Regions from separate parts of the Sus scrofa genome. Here region 2 is linked to region 1. A link is a contact called in public Hi-C data. All regions are on one chromosome and are shown on one strand. Each heading gives the region's core, a stretch centred on a gene start, on an enhancer-like site or on the middle of the called end of the contact. The rest is flanking DNA. Distances are from core to core; before and after follow the strand shown.

Region 1 (6,439 bases), core at 577-3,076:
CCAGGCTAGGGGTCTAATCAGAACTGGAGCTACCAGCCTACACCAGAGCCACAGTAACGTGGGATCCGAGCCGTGTCTGCGACCTACACCACAGCTCATGGCAACACCGGATCCTTAACCCACTGAGCAAGGCCAGGGATTGAACCAGCCACCTCATGGTTCCTAGTCAGATTCGTTAACCACTGCGCCATGATGGGAACTCCTGATAGATGATTTTTAAATCTGGAAATGGAGAGGATCAAAAAGGTTCTGGTTAATTCAGTGAGCTGCCTCACTGAGTAATCTGAAATCTATTTTTATATTTTCTTATATCCTTTTTTCCAATGACTGTTTTTAAATTGTAAAATAAGTTGCAAAAATGCTACAGAGCGTTCTCTTCACCCAATATCCCCCACTGGTTACACCTTATATGTTTACAACACAATGTCAGCGCCGGGAATGGGACACTGGAACAAAATGGTACCATTCTATGTCTAATCCCACATGCGGACTTCTGACCAGATCAGAACACAGAACTGTTCTATTACCACGAAGACCTCCCTTCTGCCCACCCCTTCATATCCACACCCCTCATCTGCCAAAGCAGGAGTTTCACAAAACAACACTTACTCTTCCTAGGTGATTCGTTCCTATTTGAACTTGGTCTAGTCTATTTCATTTCTGTAAAATTCAGTCTCCACTCTTTGAACTAATGTCATAAACCATTAATAAGTCCTCATCCTCAACTTAAAAAATAGGGAAATCAGTCAGAACTTCCAGGCTTATTTCTTCTGTTGAAGAATTTGGGAGTTCCTGTCATGGCTCAGCGGGTTAAAAACCTGGCGTAGGGTCTGTGAGGATGTGAGTTCAATCCCTGGCCTTGCTCAGTGGGTTAAGGATACCATGTTGCCACAAGCTGTGGCATAGGTCACAGAGGCAGCTTGCATCCTGTGTTGCTGTGGCTGTGGCACAGGCCTCAGCTGCAGCTCTGATTTGACCCCTAGCCCTGGAACTTCCACATGCTGTGGGTGCGGCCTTTTTTAAAAAAAAAAAAAAAAAAAAAAAAAAAAGGCTTGGTAAAATAGCACAAAAAACACATGACTAATTTATGGTGAATTCCTTTTTCTAATCATAGCAGCTCTTTCCATAGCGTTACCGAGGGTTCCTCCTCAGCCTTCCAGGTTTAAAGCTCTTTTCTCAGATCACTAAGCAGTCTCCAGAGTGCCATAACTAATTTATTATCCAACACAAAGGAAATAAATAGATTTGCAAAACAGGATTCCATATTAACTCACTATGAGATTTACAAATGACCAATAGGATCATTCAGTCAGTACCTACTAAGAGAATCCAAATACGGTTGCAGGGTTGCATGGTAAACACAGACGCCAAAAACAGGGTGGCGATGGTTTAGAGCGTTCTTTCTCAGGTACTACTCAACCACCTACCATCTTCAGGGATCAGTTCCTGCCCCCCACTTCTTCAAAAAGTGAAGGACACTTACAAAAGGGCAACTCTTCAAGTCTGAAACACAGGCTGGGGTGCGAGGTGGGAGTGTGTTAATTTAATTCTAACGCCTGAAATTACCCCCTGGGTTTGTGCTAATTTTCTCAAATTCAATTTTGTAGGGGTAGCTGGATAATTTTCTTTCATCTTTCGGACAGGAAGTATACTTTTACTGTGTATTCTGCAAATACTTAGCAACATGAAACCATGGGCTTTTCTTCCTCAGGGTTCACTTTTGGTCCTCTTTCTAGGCTGGGCCCTAGAACCAAGCCACGCGGCACCTGTAAACACAGCCTTTGCCGGATAAGCCCAAGCTGGTTATAAACAAACCTGGGGTATTTTGATCACTTTCTGGCATCTTAACAGTTGTGGCGATCATGCTCAAAGATCCCGACTAGTTTGACAGGTGCATCACGTGGGGGCCTCCTCGGGGGCCTAAAGTCCACCTGATCTCCAAGGAAGGGCCAATGGGGCTGCGGAAGCCCAGCTGCGCGCGCGTTCCCGACCGCCCGGTAGAGCTGACCAGGCCTGAGGCCCGAGGTCGGGCTGGTCCGGGATCAGGGTCGGAGGGCCAAAGTCCAGGACCAGAGAGCGGGGTCCGGCATAGGAGGGTGAGGTCGGGGTCCGGACAGCCGAGGTCGGGGCTGGGGGTCGGGATCCAGGACTGGAGGGCGGGCCCAGGGTCAAGGGTTGGAGGGCAGGGTCTGGGGTGAGGGATCCGGGGTACGGGGCTGGGACCAGGCCAGGCCCCGCGGGAGCAGCCGGCACCGCCCCGAGGCCCCAGCGCCGGCGCCCCGCCCCCGATAGGCGGCGGCCATGGCGGCCTGGAGGGTCCGGGTGTCCGCGGGCGCCGCGCTCAGAGGGCAGCAGCCTGCCGCCCCGCCGCCAAAACCACCCCGGGTCGGAGCGGAGTTCCGACAGCCCCTCAGATTCACCTTCTGCTCCGCTTCGAAGGGAGACCGCGGCGTCTCCGGGCCCGACTCGCTAGAGGGAGGGGCGACGGGTCGGGCAAGCGAAGAGTTAACGGAGGCAGAGCGGAGGATCGCGGAGCTGCACGCTGCAGCCTGCGCGGTGAGGCCCCGTCCCTCCCTTCCGGGGTGGCCCCGCCCGGACTGCAGACGGGGTGGGGTGGGTTGGGGGACTTGCGCCTGCGCGGTGAGGCCTCCCCCGCGCTATGCCCTCCCCTCCCTTCCCCGGGAGCTCCGCCTCCCTCCGGCAGCTCCGCCTCCCCCCGGCAGCCCCGCCCAGACGGCCGCCGAGACAGCCCCCCGGGGGCTGGTGCGCCTGTGAGTCCTCGCGGAGAGGTTGCTGCCGGCCGGTGCGGTCCTGCGTCTGGCGTCTGATGATGCGTGTGCTTCCATCTCAGAACTTTTCGCTTGAAAACTGGCCACGGTTTTCCTATTCCGGGCAAGGAGTTAACATGTATCTGTCCGGAGTATGAGCGCAACTCCTTTCTGATCAGCGTCCGTGCTAAAACTCCGGTCACAGTTTTGGGCCCATCATTACTCTGTGTGTGTGTGTGTGTGTGTGTGTGTGTGTGTGTGTGTGTGACAGGAAAAATATGTTGTGTGTTTATCTGCAGTATCATGTAGGCACTGCCATCCAATGATTTTAATAAGGAAAATTGATTAACTTATTTTTAATTCATTTTCATTTTTTGCTGCCATCCGTTCGTGCTCTCCACCCTAACGGAGCACAGTTGCAAAGGAGACTATATTCAGGCGTGTACATTCTTTCCAGACAATCTTGAGCTATGTTTTCCCCTATTTTGGGGGTTTGACAATTGCATATTAGCACCAATATCAAAATTTATCATCTCCCTTCACCCTAACCTTAGACTACATAAGGTTAAGGGGAGCATATTTATACTTGTATCATCTTGAAAGAGCAAGTGAGTTCCATGATAAAGATACAAAAAAAAAAATACAAAGTATTTTTTTAATACACTGTCTGTGACCAGTGCTTGATAGGACTAAAGTTATCTGGTCTGGCTTGGGCCAAGGGAGCAGAGAAGAAAACCCTGGATGTTGCCTAAAGTTGACTTTTATTTTTTTTTAACTAACAGTAGGCCCTTAGATCTGCTGCCTGACTCACTGGGTGTTGAAACTTCTGCACAAAGACTCTTTAGGAAATGATTGGCCACTTTTGATCTTGTTTATACTCTTTAAAATAACGTGTAATTTGTTCCCACACTTCACCATATAAATGTAAAAAGAAACAAAAAGTTTCATTCTCTATAGAACAAATACCACTGGTATGGAAAGACCTGTTCAGTCAAAGGAAAAGAAACTTTTTCTCAGTCAAGGAATCCACACTTGTTTCATCAGTGTCAATCACAGGTTAAATGACTGTCCGGGAAACCATAAATAAACCCAATAACAAGCTTGTCTTTATTTTCAACGATCAGAGCCACCTCCCAGTGGTCCTTCTTCCACACCGGCAGGCAGGTATCTCCCTGTGCTGATCTGCATCACTGAACATCTTGTGCCCCAGTCAGACCGGCAGCCTTCTTGCCCATCTTTGTCTGTTGCCACTACTGCCTGGACAATTAAGGACAATTAAGTTTGTGAGGGCCACCAAGGAGCTCCAAGTGTCCCCACTGATATGGGAAGCAGGAGAGCCACCCAGGAGCACTCTGTTAGGTTCTCAGGGTCCAGGTAATTGCCCCCAGAAGATCCCCAGCTGTCAAAGTGGAAAGACACCCCCTACCAGTCCCCAGTGTTCTTTCCTTACTCTTCTAAGCCTCCCAACAAGGGCTTTGTAAATAAAGAAGTGAGGTCTCGACAATCAGTCATTCTAAAGCAGTGTTTAGTGCCCCTGGTTTCATGTAATCTGCTTCTGTGGTCCCGAAGGCTTTGGGAGGCCTCTTAGACTGGCCTTGGGACTTGACTGCAGGATTCCAGCTGTCCTGCGCTTCCTTTGCCGGTGCGCCTGAGAGGAGGCCTAGACTTGACCTCTAGTTGTCCTTGTGCTCTACACTTTGCTTAAAACCTGAACCAATAAAAAACAAACCAACCAACCAAAAAAAAACAAAAAAACAAAAAAAAACAAAAAACCCTGAAACAGAACAAACTATTCAGCCATTAGGGAAGACACTTTGAAGAAGTAGTTTGTGGCACCCAGAAAGATCTATGTGAAAAGACATTTAAGTGTCCTGTGTATTCTAATGGAAGAGTTCTATACAAGAATGGTGCAGAGTTGCTGTGTGGTCAAAGGGTAACATAAACAAGCCCAGGACAAAGTTCCCCTTCAAAATCTCAAGGCTAAATAATATCACACCCCTGGCCTAAGTCCATAGATGAGGTTGCATTATTTACTTTATCTTCATGCTACATTCTTGGGGTGCCTTTTTAAAATTATGTTTGAATGCAGGTATAATATGCTTCCTTGACATCTACATCTGTTTGTTTCCTTTTTTTTTTGCTTTTTAGGGCCACACCCAAGGCATATGGAGGTTCCCAGGCTAGGGGTCTAATCACAGCTACAGCTGCCGGCCTGCGCCACAGCTGCAGAAACGTGGGATCCGAGCTGTGTCTGCAACCTACACCACAGCTCATGGCAGCGCCGTATCCTTGACCCACTGAGCGAGGCCAGGGATTGAACCAGCCACCTTGTGGTTACTAGTTGGATTTGTTTCTGCTGCGCCACAATGGGAACTCCGCTTCCTTGACATCTGAATTGCCGTAGTAAAAGTTGCTTTTGAGCAAACTCCTGAAAGCGGTGAGTGTTAATATGTTAAAACAATACTTCTACTTTGCTTAACAACAGCACTAACAACACTCCGAAAAAAGGAAAATAGCACAAAATGTGCAGTGGAGTAACACATCATGAAGGGAAGGAAAGGTGTCCAACAATAGCGACGGTAAAACTTGTCTGTAAGGACTGTTGGTTTTGATTAGCACCTTTTCTGTACGTTTAAATCATTATCCACATATTTTAAGTACTGAAATTGCAACTGCAGCTTCTGAGTGAAAGTTCATTTTCAGCCTCTTAAGCTTTTAAAGTCCTCTAAATCACCTGTTATTAAACTTGTTACCTAGAAACTGAATGAAAAATACCTGAGCAGTGGCTCCGTCATTATTGGGTATAGAGGAGTTCTTGTTTTTCCATCAACTTCTCATTTTTCTCAAACTGTATATTTTCTCCTTATGTCACATGAAGTTGGACTGGGTATAATGTTGGAACGCATTCAGTCTTTAATTGCAAGTGCCACTAAAATTGCTGGGAAGAAGTCTAATATTGTTTAAAGAAAATGTTGCAGTATTTTATGAGTAGGAGTTGTGGTGAGGAGATATGATGAATATTGAGACGAATGAATTGTTTGATTTCCTTACTCTTCAGGCCGGCCAGCTGAACTACGTGGACCCAGCTACCGGCTACGTGGTGCTCACACAGCTGGCCCACGTGCAGCGAGGCCACTGCTGCGGTTCTGCCTGCAGACACGTGAGTCCCAGTTGTGCAGCACAGCGGCAGTTTTCAGTGCTCCTGTGACTTCATAAATACCTGTTATTTGAAAAACAAGTCAAATAAAAGTGCTCAATAGCCCTGGAGTGCACTTTTCACGAGCTACTCTAGTCAAGGACAAGGAAGTCCTTAGGATCAACATAGGACCTTTAAAGTTAATGGGATTTCGTAACATTTCACTGGGAGCATCAGTTCCTTGCAACGCTGTGATTTGAAATTCATGGGCGTTCTTTACGACAAGGCAACTTTTCCCAAGGTTCCAAATAAGTTGTGTTCACAACACAGGTACAAAGAGGCCAGGAAAAGAAATCTGGAGTAGGAGTTCCCCCTGTGGCACAGCCAGTTGAGGACCTAGATTCAATCCCTGGCCTGGGAATTTCCATCTTGCTGGATTGAACCAATTAAAAAAAAAAAAAAGGGAAAGAAAGAAAGAAAACGAAAAAGAAGTCTGGAATATTGCAAACTAGATCCCAGGAAGCATTTATTTTTC
Region 2 (6,443 bases), core at 439-2,938, 230 kb after region 1:
GTTTTCCTTCTACCAACGAAATATCTGGTCTGTTTAGAAATCTGTAGTTTATTGAAATAGCACTGTTTTATTGATTGGATCTATATGCATTTCTAAAAGGTGGTACAAAAGTTGGTTAAAAAATTTAACCGGGATGAAATGTCTTTATCCTGGGAATATCTGGTTATTTTTCCTGCCAGGTGTGCCTGTGTAGGACTCAAGTGACATGGTTCTTATTTGACTGCTTTTGATTTGGTGTGACCTGACAGAGCGACCTGGTTCAAATGACAACTTCATTGGTTTCATCCTTGTCTACTTTCTTACCCCCATATTCAATCTATTGGCTGTATCTTAGAAATCTATCTGGCACCTGACCGTTCTTACCACCTCTGCTGTTAGCACCACGGTCGAAATCATCAATATCTTTTACTTGGCTGTTACAATGGTCTTTTAACTGTTTTAGTAGTTCCTACCTTGTGGTCTGTTCTCCACAGCGGAGTTATTCTCCACAAAACCAAGTCGGATTTGGTCACCTCGCCCATGGCTCTCCCTTCATACCCTGCTTTATTTTTGAGTGAATCACCATTTGACATAATATGCCTTCATTGGCTTGTTATCATTATTATTTTCTACAATATGAGGTTCATGAGAGCAGGGACTTTGTATCTTGGTACCTGTTTTATCTTTGTTCCTTAGAACAGTGCCTAGCAAATTTATGAATACTTTATTAGTCACTGAAATCAACAGCTGCTATTGACATCTTGAATTATCGTCTTTCGAAAATAAACCTTTGAAATCTTAATTCCATAGCTTGAATAGTTTAAGCATTTGAGCTATAATCTACTCATTCTTGGCTCCCATCCCTTGGACAGGAGAGCCAAACTAGTGAACTGAACCTAGGACTAACAGCAACTACTCAATAAGCACTTACTTAAGGATGTTGTCCTTAAGCATTTTGCTTTATCTAATTTGATGCTAGCATAGTCTGAGAGACAGGTATTATTACTGTTCTCCTTTTACAGCTAAAGGGACTGAGGCTTGGGAGAGATGAATGTAAAAATAACCCCTAAACTGAGATTAGAATCAAGGTGTGGTTGACTCCATACTACCTCCTAGCCCTGTCCTCTGGTAGCGCGTCTCCGGATATTAAAAGAGTGAAGCATTCCTTTTGCAGGGCGGTGTACTAGAGTTCTGGGATATAATTCCTGCCCCCCTCCCAAGAATCCTATGACCAAACCAGGTAGCTCTCCTTTCAGAATGGCCCTAAAAGCTACTCCTCTAGGCTGCGTCTCTTACTTTAACGCAAGTTTTTCTTAGCACGGACGTAGTTTCACCGCCTAGGAAAAGACGGAATCAAAACGCTGTGATCCAGGAGAAAGCGAGGTTGCCAATTCCGCTCATTGCTTGCAGAAGGGGGCATTTAAACATAGTTTTCAAAAAAGCAACAGACCCCCAGTTGGGAGGGAAGTTGGCCCGAAAGAGGGGAATAGGGCTGGACGCGCCCTGCAAGGCACTGGCCAGACGATAGGAGGGGCTCCCCCAGAGCCGCCTGGGCTCCAGCCGGGAAGCGGGGGGCTCATTCCGCAGAGGCCAGCGGGCAGCGGGAGCGCAGCGGCGGCCAGAGCCGGGCTGGGGGGCGGGGCCCAGGGAAGGGCGTGGCTGGCGCGTGCCCCGCCCCCTCCTCGGGGATGCCGGGATGTTTACACTCCTGACAGCGGCGGCCCGCGGAGGAGGAGCGGGAGTCGTGGGAGGATGGGCCGCCGCTAGGCTCGCGCTCAGGACGCACCTCGCCGTGCGCAGGGTGGGTGCCCGCGCCTGCAGCGTCCGCGGGGGCGGCGCGGCGGGAGGTGGCCAGCGCTCCGGGCCTCGCAGCCACAGCCCCCGGCCCAGCGGGCCTGTCCGCGGCGCCGCCCGGCCGAGCCGCCCGGCCGCCCGGGGTCCCTCGCGGGCGGGAGAACGGAAAGCTCTCCTCTTCCTGGTGAGTCGCTGCTGGGGTCTTGGGCGCGCCGGCCGGGGCCCCGCCCGGTGGGGTCGCCTGCGGGAGCCGGGCGGGGAAGGGAGGTCGGGCCCGCGCACTGCGGCCTGGGGACCCCGCCGGGGTGGAGGAGGGCTCTGCGGGGCGCGCGGCCGAGCCGGTGGGGGCTTCGGTCCGGTCGTGGGCGGCGGCGGGAGCCTCGTGCGCAGTACGGCTCTGGCCGCTGAGGCCGCCACGGTAACTAAGAAACTCCGCGGCCGCGGCGGCGGCGGCGCAACAGGTCTCGGTTTCAGGACCCGAGGAACTTGGCGAAGTCCCGCCTCGCGCCTCCAGGCGCACGCTCATTGGCCGCCTCGGTTACTTATTCGGCGCGGATTGGTTGTGTCCAGATGTCAGGTTTCAGTCGAGCCGGACTGGGCAGAGCCAAGGTCTGGGGAGAAGTGGGTGGTGGGAGCCCTGCAGACAGGGTTTGAGAAGTGCGGGGAGTGTAACCGACCTGTTGGGAGAAGGAGCTTTAGTGGGCCTCTGTTAAGATTAGGAAACGCCAGAGAGAAGGATTTGCAAGGCAATAGTGAACATGGGTGGTGATAGTGGCAATGGAAAAGAAAAAACTTGAACCTTGAGGCCAAAGCCAGGGAGATGAAGGGGAGCGTCAAGAAAAAAGAAAAGTGTGGAGACCATATGGCCTCGGGTCAGCGCCAGGAAGAAAACACGATCTAGAAGAGAGATGCTGCAGTGAGGTCCCAAGAAACCCTGTTACCTCTTTCCTTTACCCTGTAGGCCTTGGGAGATGATGTGTTAAACAGATGAATCTTGTTCCCGCACAGCTGTAGTCTTTGTTAGGGATGGATACTAAAAATATACCTATTTTACGGTAAGCTACGCTTTCTTCCTGAAGCAGTGTTGGTGATGGAACTGAAAGTTAGAAATATATTGCAGAAATGAAATCGTTTTTCCCCATCTTTGAGGCTATTGATCATAAGGATGCAGTTGAAGCAAGCAAATACCCACAGTTGGTAGAGCTCTGTGTTCTTGTCGTAATTACAACCACTGTTTCTAATCCCTCCAAGGAATTTGCAGTTTCAAAAAGTAAGCACACTCTCTGCAGGATACAGCAAAGTGTCTCGCCAGGTCGCATAATAAAGAATACAGAATAAAGTACAGGATGTGCTTGTGTTCAGTCTGTTCCGTTCAGGAGCAAGAGCTGCTGCGGGTGTGGTCAAAGAATGGCATAGTACTTTCACTCAAAAACTTGGTGGTACGTTTGGGACAAGCAAACACGGAAAACGGTGAAGCAAGAGATAACACTTAACTGTAATGCTTTGTGGCAGTTCTTGCCGAATAGATGCCAGGTATTCTTGGCTGTAACACTTGATGAAGGCCAGTGCACCCAAAATGGTTAACATAAAACGTAAGCGATTTCATTTCCAGAGGAAGGAATCCTTTGCTACCCTCGAGAAGATCCAGTCCACAGCTTGCATCGCTCCTTAAAACCGCAGCATCCCCAGTTTGGCCTTGGACCGGGTCGGAGTTTGCTGGAGTGGGGGAGAGATGTTGGAACTTGGAAAAATTTTACCTCTCGGAGGAGTGAAAGGGGCAGAAACTGTATGGGGACGGCGAGAGGAGGGCGCGAAATTAGAAGGCAAAGGCACCCCTAGTGAAGGGCTAGTTGCTTTCCCAGGGTCTGGAGCGGCCTGGGACCCTCTGGGACTCTCGGCTGGAGATACCGCCCTCGAGCGGGAGGCCACGCCCCCGAAGACTGACGGCCTCCACAGCCAGTGGGCGGCGAGGACGGCACGGCTCCTGCTGGGGGGCGGGCACTTCCTCTGGCGCCCCGGGCTCGCGGGAGGGTGCTGAGGTTCTGGAGGTGGAGTGGGCTGGGGTGGGTGAGAGGTGGATGGGCAGAATAAGGAGGGGGTCTTGTGAGATAAACACGCACAGTGAGCGGGGAGCTTGTGAGAGCAACACGTAAAGTGAGGAGTGGGCTTGTGAGATAAGCGGGCAAAGTGAGGGGGGCTTGTGGGATGAACACGCAAAATGAGGGGAGCATGTGAGATAAAATGAGGGGGAGCTTATGGGATAAACACATAAAATGGAGGGGCGGGTCCCTCGGACCCCTCGTGCTCCTCTCCTTTCAAGGTTCAGCCGAACCTCTGTGCTCACTCGATACCTGTGTGGCTGATGGGGGTTTTTCTCTAAAACTATCTGAAAATGAAAACTAAGAAATAGCAGGATCCAAATCGTTAATCGTTTTTACAGTTACTTGAGACTCTTTCACTGTGATTATTATTTTTTTTTTGTAATTAAGAAAGTCAAGACCGTCCCTTGGGTGCAGACCGACTCATTTCATGCTCTTAAGTGCCCCTGCGGGTTTATGTATTTGGATCATACCTGCAGCGCCCTCCACTCCTCTTCCCACTTACACATTTTCCTGGCTGGACAATTTCAAGAGCTCTTTTCCAGCCCAATAAAACAGCACGTACTCCAAGAATGAGGAAAGCACGTCTGGTATGATGGCAGCGGACTAGAGGAGTGGGGGAGGGGAGAGCTGAGGCCCCGGTGTTAACACCCGAATAATAAATCTCAGTATTGTAGTTTGACACGACCAGAGTGCAGTTGCAGTTTGTGGACCGAAGTATTTAACCTCAGACTCCTCTCCCTTCATCTTTCTGATGGTTGCAATTGTCAGTTTGGGTTTATTGCAGACATTTAAATGTTTTCTTCTTGACCTTTGCGCATTTATTGAAGTGTAGATTTCTCTCGTAGATTTCTTTCTTTCTTACTTATTTTTCCACTTAACTACGTGGTTTGAGATGTCATTAGACTTGGACTTCTGCTCTGTTTGGAGGACAGAAAACTGTTTTCCTAGGAACTGTCTGATGTTTTAAAATGTATCTTTCTGGTATTACTAATGTAGCCACCATTCAGGGTATCTGGAGAGAAGAGAATAATGATTACTTAATGCAGTTTTGGAAAAGAAGTTGCTTAATTAGATGTTAAGTGCCAAAGTTCCTTTCAGGTTTTGTTCCCTTTGATTTTTTTTTTTTTAAAGTAGACTTTGGTATTTAAAAAAATGTGCAGTGCAGCTGCACAAAGCAGTTCTCTGTTCACATTCCTGGTTTCATTCAAATTAAAATATTTGTCCCTTCAAATATTTGCCCAAGAGTTCTGTTGAGTAGGCATTTCAGTACATCATATATAAAACGTGGCAGCAAACTTAGTATATAAACTAAAGGTGTTTTGGAAATGACATTTATGATTACTGTTTGCTCTGAATTGCCTTATCAGCAATTTTTCTCAGCCTTTCTATAAATGTATGGCAAAATGTTTTAAAAAGAATTTCTTCATACTTTTGAATGTTTCAATTTAATTCCTTCTGCCTTCATTTTTGTAGGAAACATAATGGCAATCAAATGTATTTATTTGCAGGACATAATGGCTGTTGACATTTTAAAACATACACGGAACTAATGTAGAACCATATTATTCTTAGAGTTAAAAAACTTCTAAACTGCTGATTCCTCTTGGTGATTAATAGTTGGATATCCCTTTGTAGCCTTTGTATTATATATCTTTACAAATTTTTTTTTTTTTTGGTAAGGAAAACAGAGAATGTATTTCATGGTTTTTGGTGAGCAGTGGGAATGAGAAAGATGGTTAGATGGTCTTGAAGCATTCTTTCGCTTTTGTGGCGCAGGATAACCTCTTTATTTAACCTTTGTGAAAATAACACCTCTGTCATACTTTTTATATAATGAGCTTATACAGTGAGCTATGTTGTCATAGCTGTCCAGAGTGTTAATCGGCATAGTTAATCGGCATAATTATACATAAATGAATGGAACTTAATTGGTCTGTCAAGTTTTAGAAATACATGTTTTTTGTTAGTGGAAATAGACTTTTCTATACATCTTGCCACTGATAATAGATTATCTTCTATTGATAGTCAGTGTAAGTAATTAAAGGAAACTTTTTCATTGTAGGTTGCTTTTGTATAGAACAGGGGTTTACAGACTTTCTCTCCAAAGGACCAGAGTATGTATTTCTGGCTTTGGGAACCATATGGTCTCTGTCACAGCTGCCTTGTAGCCATGGATATACCTGAACAGGTGGGTGGTGGGTGTGGCTGTGCTTTAGTAAAACTTTATTTATACAGTCAGGCTGGGGGGCCCATCCTGCTCTGTCTGGAAGGTCCTTCCAAAGATCTGAATATGATTCTAGCATTGCTGTTTGGGTCGATATGGACTTTGCACAGCAGAGTTTTATATAGCCTTTTCTGGTCCTTTGGTCCCTGTGACAATAAGGCCTAGTTATTCATGGCCAAATTTTGTGTTTAGAGACCTTATAAAAATAATAACAGCCTCTTTTAGATTTAGTCACCTTTTCGGGGCTATCATTCTTCGCCTTTTGGGGGTTCCCATGCCCATCCAGTGATGTCGAATGAACAAGCCCCTCTCTCTGGCTTCCTTCTGGTTACTAAACCAAGATG

Evidence for each region. Hi-C and Micro-C count contacts between places; a contact is called where the count stands out from the background.
Region 2: a contact with region 1 is called in a Hi-C map of skeletal muscle, with 4 times the contacts expected there. The contact joins the promoter of NEK7 here to the promoter of C10H1orf53 in region 1. A contact is called at or near these places in 3 of 47 Hi-C or Micro-C datasets (embryonic fibroblasts, heart right ventricle and skeletal muscle) and 1 of 2 datasets of contacts at active chromatin or transcription factors (alveolar macrophages).

The regions. Positions count from the first base shown.
Region 1 is chr10:20,730,486-20,736,924 of Sscrofa11.1, forward strand. C10H1orf53 reads left to right here and starts at 1,827. Exons shown (of 4, transcript XM_021064484.1): 1 at 1,827-2,096; 2 at 2,440-2,556; 3 at 5,827-5,928. The coding sequence starts at 1,953.
Region 2 is chr10:20,964,972-20,971,414 of Sscrofa11.1, forward strand. It overlaps NEK7 (serine/threonine-protein kinase Nek7), which reads left to right and starts at 1,689. Exons shown (of 10, transcript XM_005667989.3): 1 at 1,689-1,957.